Linked DNA regions of Mus musculus: regions 2, 3, 4, 5, 6 and 7 are each linked to region 1. A link is a contact called in public HiChIP or PLAC-seq and promoter capture Hi-C data. All regions are on one chromosome and are shown on one strand. The core of a region is the stretch at or near the end of the contact, and the rest is flanking DNA. Distances in the headings are between cores, read along the strand shown. Region 1 holds the start of Psmd8 (proteasome (prosome, macropain) 26S subunit, non-ATPase, 8). Region 2 holds the start of Zfp382 (zinc finger protein 382). Region 3 holds the start of Eid2b (EP300 interacting inhibitor of differentiation 2B). Region 4 holds the start of Supt5 (suppressor of Ty 5, DSIF elongation factor subunit). Region 5 holds the start of Gmfg (glia maturation factor, gamma). Region 6 holds the start of Zfp420 (zinc finger protein 420). Region 7 holds the start of Pak4 (p21 (RAC1) activated kinase 4).

The links. Promoter capture Hi-C pulls out the DNA fragments that hold promoters and counts their contacts. HiChIP or PLAC-seq counts read pairs in DNA pulled down with a chosen protein or histone mark. Capture Hi-C pulls out chosen DNA fragments and counts their contacts.
Region 2: an H3K4me3 HiChIP or PLAC-seq map of bone marrow-derived macrophages shows a contact between it and region 1, with 4 times the contacts expected there. The contact joins the promoter of Zfp382 here to the promoter of Psmd8 in region 1. A contact is called at or near these places in 1 of 39 promoter capture datasets (stem cell-derived epiblast-like cells) and 1 of 115 datasets of contacts at active chromatin or transcription factors (bone marrow-derived macrophages).
Region 3: a promoter capture Hi-C map of pre-B cells shows a contact between it and region 1, with 2.5 times the contacts expected there. The contact joins the promoter of Eid2b here to the promoter of Psmd8 in region 1. A contact is called at or near these places in 2 of 39 promoter capture datasets (liver and pre-B cells).
Region 4: a contact with region 1 is called in a promoter capture Hi-C map of pre-B cells. The contact joins the promoter of Supt5 here to the promoter of Psmd8 in region 1. A contact is called at or near these places in 6 of 39 promoter capture datasets (the C10 cell line, erythroid cells, hematopoietic stem and progenitor cells and 2 more), 1 of 484 Hi-C or Micro-C datasets (B cells) and 1 of 9 other capture datasets (liver).
Region 5: a promoter capture Hi-C map of liver shows a contact between it and region 1, with 2.7 times the contacts expected there. The contact joins the promoter of Gmfg here to the promoter of Psmd8 in region 1. A contact is called at or near these places in 3 of 39 promoter capture datasets (erythroid cells, hippocampal neurons and pre-B cells), 1 of 484 Hi-C or Micro-C datasets (CD4 T cells), 3 of 115 datasets of contacts at active chromatin or transcription factors (large pre-B cells, memory CD8 T cells and pancreatic cancer cells) and 2 of 9 other capture datasets (adipose tissue and liver).
Region 6: a contact with region 1 is called in a promoter capture Hi-C map of liver, with 2.4 times the contacts expected there. The contact joins the promoter of Zfp420 here to the promoter of Psmd8 in region 1. A contact is called at or near these places in 3 of 39 promoter capture datasets (hippocampal neurons and liver) and 1 of 115 datasets of contacts at active chromatin or transcription factors (pancreatic cancer cells).
Region 7: a promoter capture Hi-C map of pre-B cells shows a contact between it and region 1, with 2.8 times the contacts expected there. The contact joins the promoter of Pak4 here to the promoter of Psmd8 in region 1. A contact is called at or near these places in 3 of 39 promoter capture datasets (fetal liver, liver and pre-B cells), 1 of 484 Hi-C or Micro-C datasets (embryonic stem cells), 2 of 115 datasets of contacts at active chromatin or transcription factors (memory CD8 T cells and pancreatic cancer cells) and 1 of 9 other capture datasets (adipose tissue).

The regions. Positions count from the first base shown.
Region 1 is chr7:29,178,367-29,182,330 of GRCm38.p6, forward strand. Psmd8 (proteasome (prosome, macropain) 26S subunit, non-ATPase, 8) reads right to left here and starts at 2,307. Exons shown (of 7, transcript NM_026545.3): 1 at 1,911-2,307; 2 at 777-849; 3 at 553-655. The coding sequence starts at 2,279. It overlaps Catsperg1 (cation channel sperm associated auxiliary subunit gamma 1), which reads right to left. Exons shown (of 28, transcript NM_001368407.1): 26 at 3,871-3,963; 27 at 3,667-3,766; 28 at 3,166-3,560. The coding sequence ends at 3,306.
Region 2 is chr7:30,120,177-30,124,140 of GRCm38.p6, forward strand. Zfp382 (zinc finger protein 382) reads left to right here and starts at 1,756. Exons shown (of 5, transcript NM_001081007.2): 1 at 1,756-1,900. The coding sequence starts at 1,858.
Region 3 is chr7:28,276,002-28,279,965 of GRCm38.p6, forward strand. Eid2b (EP300 interacting inhibitor of differentiation 2B) reads left to right here and starts at 1,705. Exons shown (of 1, transcript NM_001177427.1): 1 at 1,705-3,964. The coding sequence starts at 1,780. The coding sequence ends at 2,235.
Region 4 is chr7:28,336,971-28,340,934 of GRCm38.p6, forward strand. It overlaps Supt5 (suppressor of Ty 5, DSIF elongation factor subunit), which reads right to left and starts at 1,749. Exons shown (of 30, transcript NM_013676.1): 1 at 1,725-1,749; 2 at 1,382-1,465. The coding sequence starts at 1,456.
Region 5 is chr7:28,438,893-28,442,856 of GRCm38.p6, forward strand. Gmfg (glia maturation factor, gamma) reads left to right here and starts at 2,045. Exons shown (of 7, transcript NM_001039192.2): 1 at 2,045-2,149; 2 at 2,542-2,638; 3 at 2,777-2,826. The coding sequence starts at 2,147.
Region 6 is chr7:29,857,791-29,861,754 of GRCm38.p6, forward strand. Zfp420 (zinc finger protein 420) reads left to right here and starts at 2,189. Exons shown (of 4, transcript NM_172740.2): 1 at 2,189-2,303; 2 at 3,226-3,278.
Region 7 is chr7:28,596,136-28,600,099 of GRCm38.p6, forward strand. Pak4 (p21 (RAC1) activated kinase 4) reads right to left here and starts at 2,049. Exons shown (of 10, transcript NM_027470.3): 1 at 1,900-2,049.

The DNA of each region.
Region 1 (3,964 bases), core at 1,057-3,556:
TCAAACAAAATAAAACAACCAGCACTTTGTGAAGCAAAGCAGCATCCTATTGGCTGTTGTAGACATGCCAGCTAGAGGGAAAATGAAGGGGTAACTCAGAGCCACACTGGGTACAGGGGACATAGTGTGGGACTAGATAAGGGAAAACAGATTGGATGGAGGGGCTGAAGAGATGGCTCAGCAGTTAAGAGCACTAGATGCTTGAAGAGCTCTGCACTTTCAGAAGTCCTGAGTTCAATTCCCAGCACCCATGTAGCAGCTCACAACCATCTGTAATAGGATCCCACGCATTCCTCTGGTGTTCAGACATACAAGCAGACAGAGCACCCATATACATGGAAATACACAAATAAAATCAAACTGTTTAGAAACGTACAGAACCAGACTACATAAACCCAGTCTCAAGATCTCTAATCTTCTGGCCCTCCAGCTTCTGGGGACAGAGCTGAGAACGGCAATGGTTCTCAGGCGAAGAAGGCAACGGAGGACGCCAGATACACAAGGAACTACCCACTCCTGCTCCAGTCCCCTCCCTAGAGGGCCCAACCTCACTTGTAATCAAAGTAGTAGCATTTGAGTTGGGCCATGTAGCGCTCGAAGGAGGGAATGTCTTTGCACAGGATGCTCCACTGGGCCCCGATCTCCAGAATGTCACCTGTAGGTAAGGGGACAGGGGCTCTCAGGTGGTGGCTGGAATCCCTCCTGGGATCACCACCCCAGTCATTCCTACAATGACCCCAGGCCCATCACCCTCCACCAACCCTAGTGACACTCACGGGCCAGAATGAGTTGCTGTTTAGTCAGTTTGGTCCCCGTGGTTGGCAGGAAATTGAGCTCAAGCAGAACCAACTGAGGGGGAAGGAATGAGGACGAGATTTCAAATATAGATTACTTACGTTCTCTGGACTTTTATGTTCCTACTTGGAAAAGCTTGCATGCATCCTAACCCACACAACTGCCATGAATATTAGTGGAGTCAGACCTTGTAAAGCAAACACCAAAGGGCCCAAGAACACGGAGCGTACCAATTGGATTACCTCATCTTACAAATATTAGTAACTCCACTGAGAAACACGAGGCACTTGGTGCCTGACCCAGGGGGATCATGGGGTAGGGAGACGCCCATGACCTCAATTCTTCCTGTTGCTATATTTAGCTTGTTTTAGGTTTCTCTCTTGTTTAAGACAGCATCTCCCCAGGCAGGCCAATCTAGTCTAGAACTGGAGAGCCTGGTGTGAGCCTCTCGAGTGCTAGGATTACAAGTGTGGGACATCGTGTTCAGCCATTATATGCAGGTCTGGGAAGACCTCCACCACAGTGTGCCCGAGAAGGGGTAACAAGGAATGTGGGGCATTCCTTTTCCCTCCCCCCCCAGTCCATCCCAGACACCATTCCTTAGTAAACTTGGGAACCTAACACATATTTTGTTGTTGTTTACTTATTATTATTATATATATATTTTGAGACGAAGTCTATGTAGCCCAGCCTCCTCAAACTCGCTATTGAAGACCAGACTGGCCTTCTATCCGCCTGAGTGTGTTTACAACCGAAACGTGTGCTCTTCTAGGTTCGTTTTTGGCTTCAAACTGTTCCTGTTGCCCCTCTTCACACAGGTGTTTCCTAACCTCTGCTCCCTCACAGCTTACCTGGGCTTTATTTGCCACACATTCCCTCAACGTCCCGTCACCTCAGACTTATTCTTTTCACTATCTCCCCGTTTGTCACTGATCCCACTCCTTCCTGCCTCCCTCCAAGTAACAAAGCTCGAACCATCTCATTCGATTCTGCCAGAACCAATCTTTCCATCATCACTCCCTTAACGACACCTCAGGGCCCGCTCTACCAGCCTCGATCTCCCGTCTGTCACCTTCCCCCAGGCATTAGGCATCTAGGACCCGGCGACCTCTTACCTTCAGGCGGCCCAGTTCTTCTCCACATTTACTAAGGTTCGGGTTCTTCCGGTTCCACTCGTCCTTGAGTTGCTCGTACATGCCGGCCGCTGCCTGCAGGATCCCGACCGAGGTGGCCGCGGGTCCGGAGCTCGAGACGGTGGTCGACCCGTTCACCGTAGCCGCTGTGGCCGCCATCTTCCGTGATGCGGCAAGCCGCCGACCCGACTTACGGCAGCGACGCCGGGCAATGGACTCCCGGCGGAAATGAGGCCGGGAGGTGGAGCCCAAAACTGGAGGCGGAGCTACCACTGCCAGTTTCCGCCCCCCGCGGGAGGAGCGCCGCGGCTCTCCTCGGGGTGTCTTCGCAGCCCGACCCTTAATGAACATGCCGCAGCTCCGCCTCTGCTGTCATTCAAAATGGCGAACGGAAGTCCGTTCGCTCCAACTGAAAACAATGCCCACAATGTCCCGCCCACCTGTAGTCACCATGGCCACCCTCGCTGGCTTCGGCCTGTGGAATGTCCATCTTAAGGGTACCGCCTCTACGTCAAGGGGTGGCGATGTGGAGCCATTTGGAAAACTTGTCAGGTGTCACTACATAGGCAGGCTGAGAGAGGACTAGCAGGTGAGATTTAAGATTAGGCGTTCGTGTTTATCAGAGCATCATTCTTCCACGTTTTTTTCAGACTCTTTAAAAAGATTTATTTATTCATTTTATGTATATAAGTACACTGTGGCTGTCTTCAGACACCCCAGAAGAGGGTATTTGATCCCTTTATGGATGGTTGTGAGCCACCATGTGGTTGCTGGGAATTTTAGTCAGGGCTTCTGGAAGAGCAGTCAGTGCTCTTAACCACTGAGCCATTTCTCTTATTTTCTCTTATTCCATTTTTTTCTTATTTTTGAAATTAAAATAGAATTACAGACCGAGCTTTGTGGTTCACGCTTTTAATCCCAGCACTTGGGATGCAGAGGCAGGCGGATCTCTGAGTTCCAGGCCAGCCTGGCCTACAGGCATGCGTGTGTGTGTGTGTGTGTGTGTGTGTGTGTGTGCGTGCATGTGCCCATGTTGAGGTCAGAGGACAGCTTCACAGAGTCGGCTCTCTCTTTAGATCTCATGAGGCCTGGGGATCAAACCCAGGTTGTCAGGCTTGAGAGCTCCTTTATCTGCTGTGCCATCTTGAAAATAAAAGATTCTGACATCATTCTGACAGTTAACTACAGCTGTGCTGGTACAAACCAAGCGGACGTGAGCCTTTCTGAGGACTCGGGACTGATTCTGCAAGGAGGCTTTATTAGGGTCTGAATGAGACATGAGCATTCTAGCCAACCAGAAAGTCCTGGGGAGGTGGCAGGCTGCATTCCCATGAGGAGAGGCCTAAGGGTTCATGAGGAAGAGTACAGACCAGGGACTCAGGCCACCTTTGCTCTCTTAGCTTGAACATTGTCCTCTTTGGTACCTGGTCTGGAGGGACCCTCAAAACTTCCCTCTGAGCTGTGAGAATGGAGGGTGAAGCCCCCAGAAGAGGAGGAAGATGAATAGGTCTCTGGTGCCATCATGTTGTGAATCTTCCAGCGAAATGAGACCCAGGCCTTCACTATGTGAGGCCACACGAGGCAGAACAGGATGTAGAAGACAACCAGGGCTATAAAGAAGCTGGTAGACACCTGCAAGCCCAGTACAACAGTCACAAGGGGTCGGGGTTGGGGTTGGGGTATAGTAGTAGGTGAACCCCCTGCCCACCCAGTAAGGAAGCCTTTGGCTGCCACTCACCATAACAATGAAGGAGGACCGCTTGCTGCTGAGCGGTAGCCCATGGATGTGCACTATAAAGGTGAGCTTGTAGTCACAGTATGTGCTATTGTCTACACCTCTGGTGAGGGAATGGAGTCCAGGATTGAGTTAAATGTCAAGGGACAATCTCAGCACACTGCATCCCCACCCTCAACATACACCTAGGCTTTATGCCTGGCTTACCTATTGCTCACTAACAACTTGAAGAAGAACTCAGGTGGGTAGATGCTTTGGGGGATGATGTCATAGCAAGGGGAGTTCTCCAAGCACAGCCACC
Region 2 (3,964 bases), core at 506-3,005, 940 kb after region 1:
GAGAGAGAGAGAGAGAGAGAGAGAGAGAGAGAGACTTAGACTGCAGGCTGGAAAGCAATCTTGGGTGCCACATTTCTGGAGCTGTTCATCCTGGGGTTTTGAGACAGGGTCTGTCACCGCATCTTGGAGACTCAGCTAGGCTGGCTGGTTAGTGAAACACAGGGATATTCTTGTCTGCCCTTCCAGCACTGGGGTTATAGGCACCATGTCATATACAACTTTCTCTGTGGGTCTAGGATTGAACTCTGGTCCTCATGTTTGGGCATAGCAGTTTGGTGCCAAACAATATTTATAGGGTTAAAAGTTTAAATATTTAGGACAACTTGTGTTATTAAATATTTTTCTCAGTGAAACTACTAAATCGGGGGTGGGGGTGGGGGGACGGGTGACCATAGTAAAACCTGTATATATTTAAAGCACTTTTTGTTTTTGTTTTGTTTTGTTTGTTTTTGGTTTTTTGAGACAGGGTTTCTCTGTGTAGCCTTGGCTGTCCTGGAACTCACTCTGTAGACCAGGCTGGCCTCGAACTCAGAAATCCACCTGCCTCTGCCTCCCAAGTGTTGGGATTAAAGGCATGTGCCACCACTGGCCAGCCTTAGCAATTTTTTTTTTCCTAAAGTATTGGGAAAGAAATCTATTTTGAACAACGTGAGGAAATGGGTTGAAAAATTGACAGAGTCCTGCACTAAGAACAGAGCGAATCAGCTACAAAGTCTAGTACATTTTAAAAATCGCATTTCATCAATACAATAACCTTTTTGATAGTAGGGTTTTCCTTCACAAGAAAATCATACAATTGAGATTAAGTAGCACTTTCAGATGGAACAGTATTTGGTCCAAAATAGAATCAATCGGTGTGGCTTCGTCTATGGAATAACTGATTAATGCATCATATTGGATATAAATCCTTGGAAAATTATTAATGACACATAACTTCTAAAACAATCTTTGGAATCCTATCCTTAGAACTTCAATATCCTATCTTCGCTTGCACTTCAATCTGGGGGGGGGGGGGACGACGACGACGACTCCCATTGTGAGATCTCCATACAAGGCTGTGTGGTTTTTAAACCTGAATCGTCGTTCTAGGTTTCAAATACCAACTTTCTCCTTAATAGCCAAGTCACTCCACGCTGTGTAGTCTGGCAATGTCACCGGTGAGGCGACAGAGGCAGTGACAGAAACCTCAGCACACATTCCAAGAAATCATGGAACTTTTCATTGCCATCCCTTTACCCTCACCTCCCTGTCGGAGGAAGAGAAACCTTATGCGTTCTCTGAATTACCCTTGGGAAAGACATTGCGTACAGACTGAACAAGAATGCAACAGAGGCCACCCCTCGCGCTTTTCGACAGTTACAAGACATAATTCTCAGCCTAGGGTGGTCAAAATGAAATTCTACCAAACTCAGAAGTCAAAGGGGGTGGGGGCTGCGTCGGTCCCAATAGGATCAAAGCACAGTGCTGTCACAAGATCAATTGGTCACAGTATGGGATCGCAAACCGCTCGGTCCGCGTTCAATCACCCAAACCTAATCAGAATCAGTCTCAGAGCTCCCCTGTGGGCACACCCCACACTGACGCAGCCATGCACTCCCGCGCGCGGCCACAGACCGTAGCAGGCAGCTGACTCCCACCCGCCCCAGCCAAGGGGACGCTGGTGCAAGCGCGGGGCGAGGGAGAGGCGCGCGCGGCAACTAACGGGCCGCCCCGGAGGCTCCTGGGAGAGCGAGCCCCCGGCGTGAGTGCGCAGGCGTAGACGGCTGAGCGGAGGCGGGGCGGTTCGAGACGTTGGGAGAGGCTGAGGACCGCAGTGGATGCTCCGGATCTGGAGGGCGACCGAGAGATCGAATCCAGATGGGAAGACCGGGGAGGAAACCGAGAGGCCGAGCCAGGCCTGGTAATTTTGGGGAGGAAGAAGGTTAAGGAAGCGGGACCGGGACACTCAACGGCTGCACAGGGCCTCGGGTGTGGCCCGTGGGCGTGACACCGAGGATGACTGCCGGTGACCCGAAGGGGTAGTTTTCGTGTTAAACTCGAGGACACTCTGTCGCTGGGAACAGGTCCCTGGGCATCACGAGCGTTGCGTGTGAGGATGTGGGGAGCATGTTGTGGTTTGGCTCCCTCAGCTCATCCTGATTATTTGGGGGCGGGAGGGAGAGCCATAAAGTGATCGCGATCTTCTTGGATGTGAAAGCTGGATGGCGGGATTTTGCTTAGGGTTATAGCGGCCTGCGTCTATTTTTAGATTGGGTATGACTCCTGTAGGAGATTGGAGAATTGAAAGTGATTTGTGAACGTGATTGTGAGTGATTTTGCCTGGAATTCTATCATGTTCTGTCCTCGTGAATGACATGTGAAGCAGTAGGTTGATTTTTCTGAAGGATGTTTGAAAGGTTATCACTAAGCACACGTGTGTGTTCTTCTGTAATTTCTCATAATTTTGTGTGTGTATTTTTTTGGGGGGGGATTTTTTTCCCCCGAGACAGGCTGTCCTGGAAATCGCTTTGCAGACCAGGCTGGTCTCAAACTCAGAGATTCACCTGTCTCTGCCCTCTGCCCTCTGCCCCCTGCCCCCTGCCCTCTGCCCTCTCCCCCCGCCCCCCCCCGCCCCCTCGCCCCCCCGCCCCCCGCCCCCCCGCTGTGATTTAAAGGCATGTGCCTCCACCACCTGGCTTGTAGTACCGTTAATATTTAAATGGTTGAGGTATGCTGTGCGATCACGTATGTGTAATTTTTTTTTTAGACAGGTTCATTATCTATACCAAGTTGCCTCTGAACTCTCTCGTAGCACAGGGTGGCCTAAAACTTGGCAGTGATTCCCCCTACTTTAACCTCCCAACTGCTGGGATTCCGTGTGGTGTGTGCACCACCAAGCCTGGAAGTTATGTACTATTTGATTATCAGATTAGTACCAGCAAGCCTGCTTGAGAAAAATTTGAAGTAGTAACTTAGCAAATATAAAGATACTAATGTTGGAATGGAATAGGTAAGATTTTCATAATTCCCCGTGGTGAGGCCAATAACCTGGGATCAGGATGGTAAATAGGAAGTTTTGAGATGAAAGGTGTTGCATGGGAGCCTGCAGGAAGAGTAGCACTTTCCACACATAAATACCACGTTCTGCACATCTGTGGAAGTGGATTTTTCTGTTCCTAAAATTATTTTTAAAAGTACGCTTTTACTTCTAAGACCAGTCTCATTCCTGGTAATTAAAATAACCATGACACCAGAATATTCACTGTTGCAGTCAGCACTGGAGACTGTACTTAACCAAATGGGATCCCGAGTGATTCATTTGTTTTCTGTGTCCATATCTATAGTACTAAAATGTGTTACGCAGCAGCTCCTGAAATAACTATTAATAATATATAATACGTTATATATGCTATGTATACATAGCATGTATATGTAACTATAACATATATTACATATGATATAAGCATATCATATGTAAGTAATACTTATGTAGTATGCATATATAATTATGTTTCCTTTTTAAAGATTTATTTATTTTCATGTGCATGTGTTTTGCCTGTATAAATGTACTGTACCATGTGTGTGCCCGGCAGCCACGGAGGTCAGAAGAGGGTGTCCCCCTTAGTGCTGGAGTCACCAATGTCTATGAGCTACGGTCTGGTTGCTGGGAACTGAACCTGGGTCCTCTGCAAAAGCAGCAAGTGCTCTGACCCACTGAGCATCTCTCAGCCCCTATGTTTCTTAAGTAGTGTGATATAAGCAAGTCAGTAAGGGGAGGAGATGGAAAGTAGAAAATCCAGATATTTTCAAGCTGGGGGGAAATGCCACATGTGAGTGGGTCTTTTGAAGCATATGGAGAAATATGTGATAAAGATGGCACTTGCTATTAGTTGAGGAGATATTGATTAATAATGTGAGACATTGCCGCAGACCTTCCGGGTCCCTGTGTCTGCGTGGAACGGGGTCTCTTGACGCGGGTGGGCAA
Region 3 (3,964 bases), core at 455-2,954, 900 kb before region 1:
CAGGCAGTACGAGTGCATCTCCCACAGTATATACATAGTGCCAGAAGACAGCTTGCAGGAGTTGGCCTTCCTCCCACTCTGTGGGTCCAGGGGATGCAACTGAAGACATCCTCAGCATTACCTGCTGAGCATCTCGCTGGTCCTCTAACCCTAGGCTTATTTTTACTTTGAGTCATGGTCTTAGTTGCCCAGACTGTCCTTGAAGTCTGTAGCCCAGGCTACCCTTGAACTTTTTCGGCATTGGACACCTAGGTAGCTGGGGTTACAGGCTTGAGCTCCAGATGCGAGTGTTGGGGACAGCATTGACAGGTTGGAGACATGTGGCCTCTGGGTTCCTCAAAGGCACGAGAAGGCAGGTGCAGAGTTGATTACGTGGCGGAGATACAGCTGCATTTCAGACTCTTAGCACACTTTTCACATTAGCCCAGGCTGGCCTAGAACTTGCCAAGTAGCCCAGGACGAACATAATCTCATCTTCCTGCCTCTACCTCCCAAAGACTGGGATTGCAGCTGTGCTCCACCACGGGTAGCCCTCTTGTTTTCTGAGATTATCGACAGGCAGTGGCCACCCTAGGAGATTCAACAGTGTATTACACTCAAGTAAGGGAAGTGCTGCCACTGCGTGGGGGAAAGAGGCATGGAAGTGCCGAGAGAAACGGCTACACCAACCGTAACGAGCAAAAATGAAGAAAATATGCCAGCAAGATGGATCACTAGGTAGAGGCATTCACTTGCCAAACCTGACAACCTGAGTTTGGGTCCACATGGTAGGATGGAACTGACTCCTAAAAGTTATCTTCTGATCTCCATACACCTGCCGTGGCTCGAACTCGTGTGCGCACTCAAAGCTAAATGTGACACAGAAGCCAGAGTAGAGCACAACTGACTAGCACCTTGAGTTCAATAAGGTTGGAAGGAGAGAAGGCCACGACGTTGACCTTGACCTCCACAGCTGCACGGTTCCGACTTACACAGACACACTAAAAAACAGTCCGGAGATTAAAAGCACTTTTTCTTTCAGACAACCCAGGTTCAGTTCCCAAAACCTGTGTGGTAGCTCAAAACTACCTTGCTTCCTCCCTCCCCACCTTTCCTTCCCCCTCCCCTCTCTCTCTTCTCTGTCTCTCAGATAGGGGTCAAACCCAAGACCTTACACCCTAGGCAAGTTCTCAGCCACTGAGCTATCTCTAGCCCAGTTCACAAACACCCTGGAACTCTAGTTACCGATACCGTCTTCAGATTTTCTTAGGATCCAGACACACATATGGCTTACATATACAGATATGTAACAAAACATCCATATATGTGTTTGTTTGTTTGTTGAGACGGGGTTTCTCTGTCCTGGATCTGGCTCCAGAGATCCACCTGCTTCTGCCTCCGGAGTGCTGGTATTAAAGGCGTGCGCCGCCACCACCGCTAATTCCAGTTTTCTGGAGGCAGAAGCAGGCAGATCTGAGTGTATATATGAGTTCCAGGCCAGCCAAATGTACATGGACGCTGCCTCAAACAAGGCAATAAAATAATAATAATAATAATAATAATAATAATAATAATAATAATAATAATAATAATAAATTAAAGTATGTGATGCCGCCCCTGCTGGTTCAGAACTTGAGGCGGCCGTGGCGGTAATGGCACATGGCACCCCTAGAGGGCGATAGAGGTCCGGGCACCCGTCCTTGCGCAAGCACTTTTGTTTTCCAGGGCGCCGAGGCCCGCGCATGCGCACATCTTCACGCTGCCGCCGGAGCCGGTGCTTCTGAGGATTCAACGGTGGCAATGTCCGAGCTTCCCGGAGAGAGCAGGATCCCGGACCTGAGCCCCATGAACGGCGTCGGCGACGTCCTGCAGGTGGGACTGGGCGGAGGCAGTCCGGTCCCCGAAGCCCAGGAAGACCCGCTGGCCACAGCCTCCCAGCCCATGGCGCCGGCCCCGGGCCTGGCTCCCGGGCAGTTCCCCGGCGTGGCGGGCCTGATGGCGATCCCGCACGTCCACGCGCCGCTCCTCCTCCTAGAGCTGTACGAGCAGCGGATGTTCCAACACTATCTGCACACCAACCCCCTGATCCCCACCAGGCTGCTCCACGAAATCGAGGAGCGCCGCCGGCTGTTCGTGGAGGGCTGCAGGGCCAGGGAGGCGGCCTTCGACGCCAACCCCCCGCAGATGGACTCGCACGCCCGCGCCTTCATGCTGGCGCTCACGGCCTCCGACGCCCGCGGCCCCAACGCCGACTGAGGGGTGGCCTTCACCTATAACCTCCGAGGAAGGAGGCCGGAGGACCGGACTTCAAGGTCATCCTCCGCCATGTAGCGAGTTGGAGGCCAGCCTGGGCTACAGGAGACTGTCTTTTAAAAATAAAAAATAAAAATAAAAGATTGGTGGCCAGGAAGTCAGGTGACTCCTAGAATCAAGGGCAAAGGCAGATGTCTGGGCAAATGTCATGAGGTGGGGAATCCATGCCAGAATCCAGCCGTGGGCAGGGTGGAATGAAGCAGGCCGGGAGAGAGAAGGGCACTTGAGGCTTGAGGCTGACAAGCAAAGAGGACTCTTCTGACTTCCACCTTGTGACTGTCAGCAATCTTTCCCTCCCCTGCATTTGTTGAAAATCATGGTTGCTTCACTGCGAAGGACGATGGTTTTGCAAAGATGAAGTCTAAGAAATATCAATGAAAAAGACCATAGAAATCAGCGGAGATGCGGGAAGAAACCAGGGGATGTGCTTGCTAGATTCTGTTCCTCCCGGGTTTTACTGAGTAAGAAGAAAGCTGTAAACCACTTGGACATTTCAGAATTGAGGGTCGTCCCATCGTCAGCTGACAAGATCCATGTATCGTTACTTCTTGTGTTTGATGTTCTGTAGACGAGTTGTAAATATTCAGATAGGGAAAACCATGTATGTGTTGTGAGATGAATATTTTTCCAGACCTTGTGTAGTTGTAACCATGCGGAAATAGATGAGTGATTATTTAAATAATACAGACACAAGACTCAAATTCTGCAAAAGATACTATGGGAAGTTAAACTTATCTGCCAAATTGAAAATAGGTATCCATACAGATTTGTGTTTTCTGTAGGGTTTTTCAAACAGATTTTATAAGGCATATATGAACTGGTACCAGTCTAGTTATCCCCCAATCTTGGGTGCTGAGGATGGACCCCAAGCCTTCTTGCCCTGCTCCCATTCCTTCTGAATCAAGGTAGGGTAGGGTTTTGGCTCAGTGGTTAAAGGTGTCTGCTGCTAAGCCTTATTACTGAATTTGATCCCTGGACCCAAGAGGTGAAGGTGGAAGAATCCACACCCATTTCCTCCAAGCACCACTGGTGCACATCCACGTGCAATGTAAACAAATCTACATAGTACGTACATATATCAGCATCTGAGGTTTGATATGTTCAGTTATCATGGAAGTAATTCTATATAGGTTTTTTTTTTTAATGACTACTATTTAAGTCTGTATCAACATATTTAATGAACTAGTTGTCTTCTGGACATCTGGGTTGTTTGAAAATGTTTCCTTTTGGTTGTTTTAAAGATTTATGTGTATGTGTGTGAGCCTGCATGCATACGTGTGTACCGTGTCCATGCAAGAGACTGAGGAGACCAGAAGAGGGTGTTGGGTCTCCCAGAACTACAGTTTCAGGCAGCTGTGAGCCCCGATGTTGGTTCTGGGAACTGAACCCACTCCACTGAGTCATGTCTCCAGTCTTATTTTTTGTTGTTGGAAATAGGGTCTCTCTTTGTAGCTCTGGCTGGTCTAGAACCTGCTAAATGGGTAGACCAGGCTAGCCTTGAACTCACAGAGATCCTCCTGTCTCATACCTAGCTATTATGTGGTTTTCTGGGGGGTGGGAGGAGGGGAAGGGGTTGTTTTGGGGTTTGTTCATTGGGGTTTTTTGTTTGTTTTTTTGGTTTGTTTCTTTGTTGTTGATTTTTGAGATGAGGTTTCACAGAACTGTGGCTGAT
Region 4 (3,964 bases), core at 499-2,998, 840 kb before region 1:
AGAAGGGGGAAGGGTCAGGCATGGTGGGACACATCTTTAGTCCCAGCATTTGGCAGGCAAAGGCAGGTAGATCTTTATGCGTTTGCCAGCCTGGTCTACATAGCTAGTTTTAGGCCAACTAAGGTTACACATAGTGAGATCCTATCTCAAAAAGAGAAAGAAAAAGAAGGAAAGAAAGAAAGAAAGAAAGAAAGAAAGAAAGACAGACAACCACATGATTTACCCCCTCTCTTCCGGTAAGTTCCCATTCAAATGTCACTCTGACTTATTCTGATGGCTTCAAAGTGCAGCTAGGACCCTCTACTCCCTTTTTGTGCTTGGATTTTTCACCAGAGTACTAGAAAGAGTTATCTCAGGCCACGTATCCTTAATTCACAGCTTGAGACAAGATGTGATGAGATTTCCTATTTTAGGCTGTCCGTGCTGTCATCTCAGGAATCTCATCACTTGGGAGGTAAAGGAAAAACAAAGGCAGCTCTCAGGAGGCAGAGGCAAGCAGATCTGAGTTCAAGGCCAGCCTGATCTACAGAGTGAGTTCCAGGACAGCCAGGGCTACACAGAGAAACCCTGTCTCGAAAAACCAAAAAAGAAAAAAAGAAAAGAAAACAAAACAAAACAAATAAAATCCAAAGTATACATATTTCAGATCTTGGAGGATTTTTGGATTATTTGCACATACACAATAAGGTACCTTGGAACGGGACAATACATGAAATTCATATATCTTTCATATATACTGTGCACAGTCATTTAACACAGTATTTTTAGTGCACTAGTGTTGACTTTGACCTGTCATATGTGGAATTTTCCATTCGTAGCATCGACAGAAGACTAGAAAAGTTACAAAATCATCTGGATTTTCACACTAGGATGCTGAACCTGGGAGTCTCTCATATTTACTGGCTATATTTATTCACAGTAGCAAATTCACATTCACCCATCAGTTGTCGATTTACATTTTAAAATCTGTTAGCAGGAGCCCAAGGACAAAGACTTGTACAGGCTGGCACACAGTAGGCAATACATACACACTTCTGGAACAACTGGGGATACCTAAAAACACAAACACGAAAGAATCCTAAGAGCTGGGGCTGTCCACCTAGCAGGGCCCTGAACTCAATCCTAGCATCGCAAGTGATAAAAAGTAAACCGAAAGAAACAAATCAGATGAAAGCCAACCGTGGACCTGGCGCACCCCCACCTTCTGGACGCTGCCCCTGCGCTCCACGCTGACTTGCACACTCGTCCATCTCTCCCGACAATCTGGAACCACCCTCCCCCCCAGCCGTTCCGAGTCCCCGGCTCCCCCAGGGCCCTCTCTGCCCTGCCCCTGTCCCTGTCCCCAGGCGCAACGTCTCCCCTAAGAATCCCAGGCACCGACCTCGGCCTCCTCCGCCTCGCTGCTGCGCTCGCTGTCCTCCTCCTCGGAGAAGTTGCTGTCTTCGCTGTCCGACATCTTCCGCAGCTGCAGAGGAAGACCGCGGCCTCAGGGCGTCGCGGAACCAAAAGCGCCACCCCCAAGCCTCAGTTTCCCCGCAAGGTAAACCGGGGGAGAAAATCCCCAGGCGCACTTCCGGCAGCCTGGTTCAGGCGGTCGCGAACCCGCGTTGTTCGGGCTATGGCAGCTAGCACACCCGGCCCTGGCTGCGGCCGGCACACGTCCTGAACCTCCGCCAGCCCCGACCCCCGCTCCGGCCCCTGCCTGCCGTCCCACGCCCGCTCACCGATCGCTTGCCACCTGAAGCTTCCGCGCCAGCTGCGGATCACACAACGCCTAGCTGGCCTGAGCGCTCTCTCGCGAGAACTGGCGCGTCAGTCTCACCTAACGCGAGACTTTAGGGGCCTGCTCTGAGGGCGGCCTCTTGGAGCCGCCATCTCCGGAGTGGCCAAAGTGGTTTACGCGGACTGTACGGCCGCCATCTTGAGAAGGTCGAAAAGTAATCGGCTTCTCCTAACCCAGAGCTGAATCGGGTGAACTGTTGGCTCGTCCGTCCTCTAAACTTCCCTCGGAGGTGTCAGAGGTGACGGGACAGAGATTCGGCTTCACACCGCCACCCTCGGCATTCTGAGGAGTTCCCCTAGATTTTTAGGGACCTAGACTCAGGTTAAATCCGAATTCCTGGCGATGCTCAAAACAATCTCAAAACTTGTTAGTTTAGCGCGGCACAGTATTGTGTTATTAATGATCTGGTTTGTTTGTTTGTTTGTTTGTGTGATAAGGCCTTACTTTGTAGCCTGGCTAAATCTCAGACTCACAAAGATAAGCCCATGTCTGCCTCTGCCTCCCTGGTACTGAAATTAAAGGCGTGTGCCACCATGCTTACAATGAAAGACACTTTAATACGGATTTAAGACTGAAGGCGGGAGCTGGTGAGATGGCTCAGTGGTTAAAAGCGCCTACTGCTCTTCCGAAGGTCCTGAGTTCAAATCCCAGCATCCACATGGTGACTCACAACCATCCATGACGAAATCTGATGCCCTCTTCTGGAGTATCTGAGGACAGCTACTGTGTACTTACATATAATAAATAAATAAATAAATCTTAAAAAAAAAAAGAAGAAGAGGAAGAAGAAGAAGAAGAACTGAAGGTGGACAGGCGAGCCAGGAGTTATGCACAAAACCATCACATTTATTTAATTCCGGACAGCCAAGGTTACACAGTGAAACACTGTAACCAAAACAAAACAATAAAACCTAAACTGGAGAGTTGGCTCAACCGCCAAAGAACGCTGGCTGCTGTGGAGCTGTGGTCAATTTCCAGCAGCTCACAACCCGCTTTCACTCCAGTCTCAGGGGAGCTAATGCTCGCCCTCTTCAGGCCTCGGCTGACATTGAATATCCACAGACATAAAAATTCAAGACAAGCCGGGCGGTGGTGGCGCACGCCTTTAATCCCAGCACTGGGAAGGCAGAGGCAGGCGGATTTCTGAGTTCGAGGCCAGCCTGGTCTACAGAGTGAGTTCCAGGACAGCCAGAACTGCACAGAGAAACCCTGTCTCGAACCCCCCACACACAAAAAAAAATTCAAGACAGAAAGTTAATAAAAGCAGCATGCTTGAGCAATCTAGATGGCTCATCAGATAAAGTATCTTGCTGAGAAACCTGACGATCTGAGTTCTATCCCTGGAACCTATATGATAGAAGGAAGATAGCCAAAAAGTTTTCTTCTGACCTCTGCATCCATGCTATAGTTGGAATACATGCACCCACTCATGTATGTGTGTATACATGTGTGTATATGGGTATATATACAATACATACACACATATATAACATTACATATGCATATAATATATATACAATAAGTTTAAATTTTTTAAGTCACGTGCTTCAGCTAGATATGGTGGTACCTACCTTGTAATACTGGCACTTGGCAGACTGAGGTAGGAGAATCTGAAGTCCCAATGGATCTAGACTACAAAACAGGACCCTTTCTCAAAACAACCAAATGGGAGAGGAGGAAGAAACAGTAAATTCCACCAAACTACTGAAAAGCACAAATTAACTTCAAAAACCATGTATGCACAGTGAAAGCAAAAGACGGTGGGATCTGGCAGAGGGTGTGATCCCATCCATACAGAACTCCAGAGCAAGCAAAGCCTAGCTATTCATAGGGAAAGCAGAGGAGTGGGTGTCTGAGCGCATGAGATGAAATGGAAGTCTGTCAGTGTCTGCCCGGGTGGGAGCGTTCACTGTACCTGGAGCCTTTTACTGCGTAAATCAGTGTCTGCCCGGAGGTGACCCGTTCAGGGTCGGTCTGAACTGCGCCCATGGAGTGAGATTATACAAAATGTTTAACGGATGGGAGCAGAAAGCAAGGGGGAGCAGGGTGGGCTGTTGCATTGACCAACCATATTTTTCTTTACAAGGGGTTTTGTTGGGGAAAAAGGGGGGCGGGGGAGGCCCTGGGGAAGAAGAGGGGGAGAAATATGCCACATCTGGCCAGAGTTCCTGTGCTCTGGGC
Region 5 (3,964 bases), core at 795-3,294, 740 kb before region 1:
ATGTTCACAGCTACTTCTCCGCTGCCAGTGCTCTTAACTGGTTCTAGATGGCGAGCTATCTCTGGAACACCTGTTTTTTGATGTTGCTTTTTTTTTTTTTTTTTTTTTTTTTTTTTTGAGACAGGACCTTGTGTATGCCCAGGCTGGCTTCACTGTAATCCAGGTTGGCCTCAAATTTGCTATGTAGCCAAGGTTGTCCTTAGCTCTTGATCTCCTGTCTTTCTTTGCCTATCAAATTCTAAAATTAAAGAACTGGCTCTGTTTTGTTGTTTTTGACAAAAAGCTGAGCTATGTAGCTCAGAATGGCCTGCAGGTCCCCATCCTCCTGCTTCTGGCTCCCCAGTGCTGGAATTGCAGGCACACATCATCGTGCTCAGCTAGAATCTCCTGTGTCCTTTTACATTTCTCATTAGAGTTTATTTGTTTATGTTTGTGCATGCATGAACACGCCACGTCCCACTTGCGGAGGTCAGAGGACAATTTGTGGGAATCAGTTCTCTCCTTCCATGTGGGTTCAAGGAATGAATTCAATTTTTCAGGCTTGGTAGCAAGTACCTTTACCTTCTGAGCCACCTCACCGGCCCTATTTTGGTCTTTTGGTATGCAGTGTCTCTGTGTAACACTGGCTCTTCTGGAGTTCACTGTTGTCACCTAGGTTGGCCTCAGACTTGGCAATCCTGACTGCTGGAAGATATCTATATCTATCAATGTATATTATGTATTATGTTATATAATTAATAAACATTGCAATTATATTTAAATTGGGGGCTGGAGAGATGGCTCAGCAGTTAAGAGCACTGACTGCTCTTTCAGAGGTCCTGAGTTCAATTCCCAGCAACCACATGGTGGCTCACAGCCACCTATAATAAGATCTGATGCCCTCTTCTGGTGTGTTTGAAGACAGCTACAGTATACTCACATAAATAAAATAAATTTTAAAAATTTAAAAATTAAAAAAAAATTATATTTGAATTGTATAGATTTAATTAAATATATTTAGTTATATATTTATAATTATATTATATACACATATATAATAGTATATAGATGTATATATAAACATACATATTACATATATATACTTATTACATATACATACTTATTACACACACATGTATTACACACACATATATATATACATATAATAAGCTGTAACTGTTTGGGCCTTTTCTATGCCTACCCTTGCTCCCAAATAACACAGAGACCATTATATTTATTTAATAGCTTTGGCCTTAAGCTAGGCGTGTTCCCAAATAGCTTGTAACTCAATTATTCCATTTATACTAATCTAAGTTCTGCTATGTGACTTGTTACCTCTCCTCGGTTTCATACAGTCCATTTCCTCCATGTCTACCACGATTGATTCTTTTCCAGAGTTGCTTTCTCTGTCCAGAAGTCCCACCTTGCTCTTCTGCCTTTTGCTATAGGCCATAGGCTTTTTATTTTAACCTATCAGAGGACACCTGAGGTAGGCAAGGAAGGACAGAGACACATCTTGACACAGTATACAAAAACATCACTCCAACAATAGGCCACCATTTTCATGGTAGCATTTATTAATTTTTGAGACAGGGTTTCTCTATGTAGCCTGTCACTGCTCTAGAGGCAGTGGGACCTGGGAGAATGGAGTTAGTAGAATGGTTGAATTTAGCAGTGGGTGACAGCAAACTTTAATCCCAGCACTTGGGAGACAGAGACGGGCTGATCTTTGAGTTCAACGCCAGCCTGGTCTATAAGAGAGGACCTATACAGAGAGACCCTGTCTTGAAAAAACAAGAAAATAAAGAATAAACGTGTTTTCCACAGTACCAGACTTATTTCCTCTTTTTAGGCATCTCTATCTGGGAGATAGGTGAAGTTTTTTTCTCTTCACAGCAATCCCAGACCAGAGTTGCAAATTTAACTAGGGCCACAGTGAGGCAGTATTCGAACCCCCATCTTAGTGACTGAAAAGCCTCACAGGTTCTGACAGATGCAGGGAAGGAAGGAAGGGGAGGAGCCCTTTGTGACAGTTGTCCTAGGCTAGGCATAAACAGGATGTGGTGTTAGAGGAAAGCTTCCCCCTTTCATAGCCCATCCCTCTCAGCCTGGGGTCCCCACCCCTAGAAGACAGAGGAACTGAGAAGAGGCCTAAGGACAGAAAAACATGGTCAGAGGGCCTGGGTGACAAGGAAGGGTGAGGGGGCCGAGTTCAGGGTGACCTGGATGGAGGTCAGATGGGGGATGAAGGTCACAGGCAGGAAGGGAAGGGACCCAGTCTTGACAAAGCTTGGTCGTAGAGGTAGAGGCCTCAGGCAAGCAGATGCTTAGGTCTTTTGGAGTAATCCAAGGGAATCCTCCAGGAAGGTGGTACCTGGCCCCTGTGTGTCCCTCGGAGCTGAACTGTGTGTCTTAGTAACTGCCTCCCTATCCAGGTGTTTGCCAAAGGCCACTCATCTAGGCTAGTTTCAGCGTCTTCATTGACTTACGAAGATACTTGGGTCAGGAAAGGGGCCAGGTTAGAAGCTAAGCCGGCTCAGCTCTTCCCTGTCCCATTGGCAGTCGGACTCCCTGGTGGTGTGTGAAGTGGACCCGGAGCTAAAGGAAACATTGAGGAAATTTCGTTTCCGAAAAGAGACCAACAATGCCGCCATCATAAGTCAGTGACCTCTGCCCTCTCAAGGGTGGCACGGGGGGGGGGGCTGTCGGGGGGGGGGGAACAGCAAGGCAGGGAAGTCTGGGCTGGTGTCCCCTGGAATGGCGAGGGGTCTGTAATCTGTGTTCTATCCCTCCCCAGTGAAAGTGGACAAAGACCGGCAGATGGTGGTGCTGGAGGATGAACTCCAGGTGAGGGGCTGGGATTCTGGACATTCCAAATACAGGAAGATGTCTGGGGACAAAGTTGGGAGGGTGCGCCAGGGTTGGATCAGCTACCTCATAAACAGGGCACCGTGACACATGCTTTTCTAATGCTGGCACTCTAAGGGTGCAGAGAGAGGGACCAGGATTCAAGGTCATTCTTGGCTACAGTGTTAAGTTGGAGGCTAGCCTGGACTACACAAGACCCTGTATCAAAAAGCCAAATAAGGCTGGGTGTGGTGGCACTGACTTTTAATACCCCAATGCAAGAGATAGAAGCAGGCAGATTTCTCTGTGTGCTTGAGGCCAGCCTGGTCTACAGAGTGAGTTCGAGGGCAAAAAAAAGCCAGGTGCTTCAGTTAGGGTCACTATTGCTGTGATGAACCACTACGACCAAAAGCAAGTTAGGAAGAGAAGGGTTTATTTGGCTTACATAGCCTGAATCACAATCCACTGAGGAAAGTCAGGGCAGGAACTCAAACGTGACTGGCACCTGGAGGCAGGAGCTGATGCAGAGGCCATGGAAGAGTGCTGCTCACAGGCCTCTCGTGGCGTGGTCAAACTATTTTCTTATAGTACCCGGGGCCACCAGCCCAGGAGTGGTATACCCACAATGGAGCTATGTTCCTATATCACTAAAGAAAGTGCCCTATAAGCCGGGCGTGGTGGCGCATGCCTTTAATCCCAGCACTCGGGAGGCAGAGGCAGGCGGATTTCTGAGTTCGAGGCCAGCCTGGTCTACAGAGTGAGTTCCAGGACAGCCAGGGCTATACAGAGAAACCCTGTCTCAAAAAAACCAAAAAAAAAAAAAAAAAAAAAAAAAAAGTGCCCTATAGACTTGACCTAAATCTGATCTAATGGAGGCAATTTCTCAATAGCGGTTCTCTCCCCTTGAATGACTATAGCTTGTGTCAAGTTGACACAAACTAGCCAGCACAGGAGTTAAATAAAAAGAAAAGGTTGGGAGGACAACTGTACAGAGCTCTTGCCTGTAGAGCCAGGTCCTAGAGCTTAAAAAAAAAAAAAAAAGTTTTCATTTTAGATAAGGTAGCCCAAAGCCACTAGCAACCCTATATAACTGGATAAACCTCCCACTGTGGCTTTGCCGTCTGCAACAGCCTTCCTT
Region 6 (3,964 bases), core at 939-3,438, 680 kb after region 1:
CTCAAGTTAAATAAAACTCCAAAACGAGCACACCTGTGAGGGATTTTTTTCTTAATTAAATCATTTGATGAGGGGGGTCTACTTCTTATCTGGACCTTTGAGGTAGGAAGACCCACCTTTAATCCAGATCTTTTGGGGTGGAAAGATCTGCCTCTAATTAGGGCCACACCTGGAAACCTACATTAAGGACATGGAAGAAGGACTCCTCCCTCTTTCCCTGCTTGTTCTCATCCTTGTCATTCCTTTCCTGGCATTAGAGTCAATTTCTTCCATATTCACCTGTGTGCCAAATTCTTATTTTGTCAAATCCTGAAAATTTTGCCATTATACACAGTCTTCTTAATGCCCACTTTGAATGTGTCTTCACTATTTATTTTTCATTACCAAGATAATGTGTAGATTTCTTCTTCTTGTAGAAAACTTGCTCCACATTCTAGGTAAAGCTGAGCTTCCCTTTGGCCTCCATTCCTGTAGCAGTTCCTTCCCGAGGTAGGCACTGCATTTGTCTTAGATACTCTCCTATTGCTGTGAGAAGACCCCATGACTAAGGCAACACAGGAAAATGAAGTGGAAAGTTCTGGTCTCTTTGTGACATGGATAGTTTTCTGGAAACTGTCTTATGGTTGTGCTGAAGCAGACATGTGGGAAGTTGTTTTGCTGAGAACAGACACGTGGTGTTTTTCTGGAAGCTACTTGGAAAGAAGGCATGTGATGTTTTGTTAGCAGATGCTTGAGAGAACATGTGATGTTTGAAAAGGGTATAAGTATAACCCAACAGACATAGGTGTTGGGTGACAGTGGGTCATCTTGCTATTCTTTGCTAGTCACCGTTTGTTGTGATTTCGTAGAGAGAAACACACCAAAGAACTTCCGGTGGCATTCCAGTGGCTTCTTGCTGCTTCTGTGGACTCTGGCCAATTTGGAAGAGCCTTGAGGTTTCTTCTGGATGGACGCAAGCCACTGCTATGGCTGATTCGTGAATATTGCTTACAAGTGAGTCGAGCTACCACTGCTGATTCCTGTGAATTGAACTGCCTGCTGCTATCCTGACAACAAAGACTGGGATTGCCCCAAAGAACTATTTCTAAACAGCCCACATCCTCCTCTGCCCTATTAACCTTTCCTTTCCACTGCCTCTGGTGGGTGGTAGGCTAGAAGGGAGGTTAAAGCATTTAAGCACACTTAAGTTGGTTTTGAAAAATACAAGCTTACTGGAAAAAAAAATATATATATATATATGAATGAGAGAGACAGAGTCTTTCTGTGTAACCCTGAGTATCCTAGACTTTGTTCTATAGACCAGACTGGCCTCAAATTCAGAGATTCACCTAACTCTGCCTCTGGGAGGAAAAAATACTTTTGTTTTTTCAAGACAGAGTTTCTCTGTATTGCCCTGGCTCTCCTAGAACTTGCTCTGTAGACCAGACTGGCCTTGAATTTAGAGATCTGCTGGCCTCTGCCTCCCAAGTGTTAGGATCAAAGGAGTGTGTCAGCCCTGCCTGGCTGAAAAAAAGAAAAAAACACTTTTAATTAGAGGCTTGCAGACAGTTTCAGAGGGTGAGTCTGTGGTCAACATGGTAGGAAATATGGCATCAGGCAGGCTCTGCCCTAGAGCAAGTAGGTGAGAACTCACATCTGATTCTAAGGCCTCACTTGGGCTTGAACCCTCAAAGCCCACCTACAGAGGTACACCCCTGCAACAAGGCCACATCTCCTAACTGAGAACCAACATCCAAATATATGAGCCTGTGGGGGCCATTCTCCTTCAAACCAATGAAGTGGAAACTTAAGGGTTCTTTGAAAGTCGTTTGGAAGTGGATACAGGTGAAAGATAACACAGATCATCATGAGCAACTAGTCAATTATTCCAGAAATATGTAGTGACCCTTCACAAACAAACTACAGTGGCTGAATCTCTGTTGAGCAACCCCACATGTGGTATAAAATCTCATTACCACAGGTATAAATCACCTCACAAATATTGCGATTGGGGGGAGAGAGGGAGGAAAGAGGAGCGGTTTGGAAGGAGAGAGGGGGAAGGGAGGGGAGAGGTGGAAGGGAAAGAGGGAGGGGTGAGAGAGAAGGTGGAGGGGAGGGAGGGGGGGGCAGGCATTGGCCCCAGCCATTGGACTACATTTCCCAGAGCCACCGGGAGCAGAACGCCGTTTCCGTTTCCTGGCGAGAGTTCGGGGTACTTGCGTCACGAGAGGGTTGTGTCTGGAGGATCTCCTAAGCATCCCATAGAGCAGGCTGCCTGTAGTGGAGCCCGGCGCAGGAGGCGGGACCCTGAGCTTCCCTCGGAGGTGAGCGTGCTGAGGAACGTCTGGAGGACGTGTCTGTGGCATTAGGTGGCGGTGTCTCCCGTGTATACGCCACAAGCCTGTGCTTTTGGAGCCTGTTGCGACCCTTGGTTTGTGGTTGGCGTGCTGTGTGTGAATGAGTTGTGACACACAAGGGTGTGTGTGATTGTTGCTTATCTCACTAGAGATGTTTCTGGGACTGATGGTGTCGGCCCACGTGTATGGTGGAGAAACGGTGCTGTTATAGCGAGGTATTTAGATGTTTATGTCACTCTGAGGTTGTTGATGTACCTGGTATCCTGTGCATAACTGGCTTGCCTCGGAAGACATGTGTGATAGTGTCACTGAGATTACGATTGCTTGTTTCCGTCGCCTGTGACTTTTATAGTGTTCTCCCATTTGGGTGACTGTGTGAGTGCGTGTGTATGAATGTATGCGTGTGTGTTTATGTGTGTACGTGTGTGTATGTGTGTGACTGTAGGATGCTGTGTGCTGTACTCATGATTGTAAAGAAAGTAGAAGTTCACCCTTGTAAAAGAATGTCGCTGACAGTATTTGTCCCTGACAGAATGTTTGGTTATTGTACATGCTTGGGTCCTATATACGAGTTAGTGCTCCAACGGTGTAGCTCTGACAGTGTAAATTGTGACACTAGCAATGTGACTGTGGAAATTTTCTTGTTTCTACCTGTGATCCTTCCCTGATGTGGTAGGGTACAACGGTGAAATTTTGTTGGAATTCATGGGGGGTCCCCACCATGAATCTACCAAAGGATCCTGAGTTGCTTGTGACTTTGTCTCTCCCCAATTACTCCCAGAATGTAAAGACTTAACCCCTCTGTGGGGACGGAGGAAGAGGTTGTCTCTAATTCAGAGTATATGGCAAGAACAACATAGCATCTCATTTAACTTTTTTATTCTCAAAGTACAACACAGAAGAGGAAAAATGGCCATTGTCCATCTAGAAGGGAAGTTTGAGGTAAGCAGATATTTGTCTCCTCAACAGCCTTTATCATGTCAGAAAACGATCTTTGTTTTACTTTATTGTTGTTTTTGTGACTGTCTCCTACCCAAGTCTTCTCTTATAATGGAGGAACAAGGCAATTTATTTATTCCTATTTACTTATTTTTGAGGCAGGTCTCTGCCTGGTTTGAACCTCTTTATGTAGTACACACTGGCCTTGAAATCATAAAGACCCATCGTCCTCTTCCTTCCAAGTTCTGGGTTAAAGGCATGCATTAACTCAATGGCATTTGATGTTTATATTTTGAGAGTAATGAAAATGTGTAATTTGTAATAGATGTTTTCCAATACTGGATACATTTATAAAGAATGGATTTGATGCTCAAATTAAAAGAAAGAGCATTCTTGTACTATTTATGTAACTTTTGGGAGAATTTAGCTTTTGTTTCAGTTTTTTGTTTTGGTTTTGGTTTGGTTTGGTTTTCTTTTTGAGACAGGGTTTCTCTTTGCAGCCTTGGCTGTCCTAGAACTCACTCTGTGGACCTGGCTGGCCTTGAACTCAGAAATTCCCCTGCTTCTGCCCCCTGAGTGCTGACATTAAAGGCATGCGCCACAACCACCGAGGGTCTTAGCTTTTTTAATTTTTATATTTTCAGTACCATCTTGCTTTATAGCGCCAACTAGTCAAATTCTTACTTCAA
Region 7 (3,964 bases), core at 799-3,298, 580 kb before region 1:
ACAGGAGGAGACGGAGGCACTTACTATACGTGGTCCTTCCCAGGTTGAGCCACTAGCAGGCCAGGACCTTTGCCCTTTCTGACCTTGTGTCCCTTCCTGTCCCTCCTACTCATCTTTCAGAGCTTCCTTGAGGGACTTTCCAAGGACAGGAACCTCAGGACAGACCCAGCATATACAGGCACTCTCCCTGTCCCTGCTCCATTTAGGCTCAGTGTCCTTGGCTGAGGGCTGGTCTTAGTACGCTCCTATGGGAGTGACCAAGCAGGCATTGAGGGTAGGGCTGAGTGCCTCTTGTCCCCTTGCTACAGTATCTGAGGACACCCCCCCACACACACACACACACAGACACTCTGCGGCCAGCTGATGCTCCAGAAGCGCCCAGAATCCAGCAGGAGTGCATATGGCCCCAAGAACCGGGAGAAGGCAGAATGGGCTCTCCCATGGAGGCCAAAGAAAGCAAAGCCAAGAGCTGCCCACGGTTGGCTAAGCATGAGTGAGAGAAGTGGAAAGATGGCTGACAGGAGGTCAAAACCCTGGAAGGAGGACCAAGGCTCAAACTGTAAAGCGTTTGGGAACCACTGAAGGCCACAGGGAGAGCTTGTGGTGTCAGGAATAGAGAGCGCCTAAGGTCACACCCACCCAATCAGAGGCTCACTGGACTCTGGGCCACCCACCAGCATGCCACTCCCATAGGCCCAGTGGAACCTCCCCTCCCAGGTCACACCCTTCCAAGGAGGCTAAACAGACACTCTGTTCCCACCCAGGGAGTGGCTTCCAGGAACAGACCTCCTGGGAAGTGGACCCTGTGGCAGGTAGCAGACCAAAGCTCCTTTCTCTTAACAAAGCTTTCTTGGCATTACTTTTTCTACCTGGAAAACAGGGGTGTTCTCTAACACCCAACTCACCCATCTCACAAGATAAGGGATGAAACAAGACCAGGCATACACGGTGCGCTCGCTCGCTCGCGCTCTCTCGCTCGCGCTCTCTCGCTCGCGCTCTCTCGTTAAACATTTACCAGCACCAAGATTTTGTGAAAGGCAGCAGGAGACAGAAGCACTCTGGGACAGAGCTCCGGAGCTGGAATCCCAGCTGCTCACCTTACTTCATTAGCTGACCTGGGGCAAATCACTTAGCTTCTTAATAACAGCTTTGGCTCCAGTGATGCTGTACTGCGCGCTAAATGAGTACATACACAGAGCTTTAACGCGGAGAGGGAAGCCCAGCCTATCATCAGTGTTTTATCAGTGTGTGGCCTTCATTATCAGTGGGAAGGGGCTCCCCTTCTCCTCCCACCACACACACCAGGACACACTTTCGAAGGCTCTGTTAGATGTCCCTGGTCCCCCTCCTCACCGCACGTGCCCCACTTGAGTTTTTAGTTTCTGGCCCTCCCAGAACATCTTCACCCGTCAGATTTTTATCTTCGTACCTTCTACCTAAGGGCTGTCTCAGACACCCCCCCAAAACCTAAAACTCAAGCACCTCCTCCTCCTCCTCCGGTTGAGGCTTTTAAATCTTTGACCGGGCAGCCGCCCACTTCTCTAGGTTGTGACCTCCAGCCCTGACAGACACACCCTCTTCTTAAGTTACTCTGAGCGCCCCCTTTTATGAGACCCGTTCCGAGCCCCTCCTATGCGCCCCCACTTAGTATTCCAAACTTTGCACAAATTTCAAACCCGGCCACGCCCCCTCCACCGGTCTAACCACTGGTCGCGACAGTCCCCTCCCCTTTCCCTCATTTTTGGGCCCGCGACCCTTTTCCACGCGACCCTCCCCTCCAAGAGTGAACTTTGACCCGACCGGCCCCGCCCCCTTCCGAATAACCGCTCTCCCACGGCGCGTGCCCAGACCCACCCGCCCCCAGCCACAAACCCCTTGCACGGTAACCCCCTAACCTACCGGCTTGGCGCCGCGGTCGCTCGCGGCCTAGCTGCCTGGCCCAGAACTCTGTGCCCGCGTACCGCCCTCAGCGGTCTCGCGCCGCCGCCGCCGCGGCTACTGCCGCCGCCATGTTGAATCCCCAATGAACATCCGGGGCCTCCCCTACTCCTCGCCGCCCACTAGTCCCCATGGCAACGGAGCTGACCGGGTGATGGGCGGGGCCTACTCGGAGGCGGGGCAGCGAGCCGGGCAGGGTTCCCTAAAACCACTGATTGGTGCGAGTGGCCCAATCGGAGACCGCTAGGTGGAGAATGAAGAGCAGAGATTGGGAAGTTTTGAAAAGGTGCGGGATCGTTGACTCCCCGCCCACTCCGCCTCTTAAAGGGGAAATAACGACTTTCGCGTGGCAGAGTCCCACGGGCTCCCAAAAAAGTAAAGTGGAATACGAGAACATAAAGGCCAGAAACAGTTCTTAAGCACTTATTATGCCTTTGTTAGCACGCGACTAGTTCTGCTGTAAACTGTTAACACAACCCTGTTGTTGTAACACCCATTTTACAGGTAAACAAGCTAATAGGATGCTAGTTGGTTTATGACTACTGAAAGCAAGTTTTGAATGAAGCTCTGTCCGAATCTGGAAATCTGACACTATTTGATCTTAATCTTTTAAATAAGTTTTTTTTTTTTTAAGTCAGTCAATCACGAGTGTGTGAGATGCATCAGTGGATAGAAGGCGCTTGTTGCCGAGCCTGAAGTTTGATCTCCTGGACCCACACGGTAGAACTGATTCCCAGGAGTTGATCTGTAGCCTCCACAAGAGAGCCATAGACATAAAATAGAGGGATAAGTGTAATTAAGTGTTTTTAAATTAATCAAAATGGAAAACACAGCGGAAACAAAGCCCATAAACTAATACACCCTTCCACCTATGGGTTCATTAGGTCTTACTGAAAAATTTAAAAATGCTTTCTCATCAAGGATTTTGAGGGTTTTATTTGTTTATTTGGGTATCAGACACTGAACTTAGGGCTTTTATACAGGACAGGCAAGCAGTAGTACTAGGGAAGTCCCCGGCCCTAGAGAATTCTAGGCAAATGCTTTCCCCAGCTGAGCCCCTTGGGAGACTGAGGCTACAGGTTTTCCCAAACAGGCTTTCTCTGGTTCTTTTCACGGGCTTTTTCTTCTGTCTGGAAGATTCTCTTCTTTAAGCATCCTCCTGACTCCCAGGGTTCCTTTGGGTTTTTCCTCAAACATTATGTTCTCTAAGGGGCAAAATGTCCTACCTTGTGCTATTAAATCCTTTGCCAGCTTCTGGCAAAGCTTCCTTTCCTTTGCCGCCTGTGGTTTTGTGTTTGGCTGGCTGGTTTTGGTTTCGTGAGACAGGGTCTCAGGACGTAGCCCAGGCTGACCTTGAACTATGCTTTTTGCTCGTAGCCAGAGCCTTGATATTATTGGTATGTAAATGCTCAGTACATATTTATAAAAGGGGTGGCTGACTAAAAGGTAATTCCACCCTCCAAAGATTCACTTAAATGATGCTTGCCTGTGTGCTTCACCTGCACACTGCCAGGCACACCGCAGGCATTCTGTTAACATGTGCAAACCAAGAATGAATGAAGGGCTGCGGTTCAGGTCTCTGCTTGCCTTCTTTTCTCCCCATCATCCCTATCTCTCCCTTCAGCTTATGTCCACTTGAACTCAAGGCCTCCGATGCACTAAGAGAGTCTTTTAGCACTGGGATTACAGGCACGTGTCTCCTTACCATGCCTGGAAGAATGGTCTGAAATATATATCTTAAAAAAACGATTTATGGGGAGAACTGGAAGGAGTGGAGGGATGGGACACTGCAGTTGAGAAGTAATGTATGAAAGAAGAGTAAATAAATTTAAAAATTATTCCCGCTGGGCAGTGGTGGTGCACGCCTTTAATCCCAGCACTCAGGAGGCAGAGGCAGGCGGATTTCTGAGTTCGAGGCCAGCCTGGTCTACAGAGTGAGTTCTAGGACAGCCAGGGCTATACAGAGAAACCCTGTCTCGAAAAACCAAAGAATAAAAAATAAAATAAATAATTATTCCCCACCCCA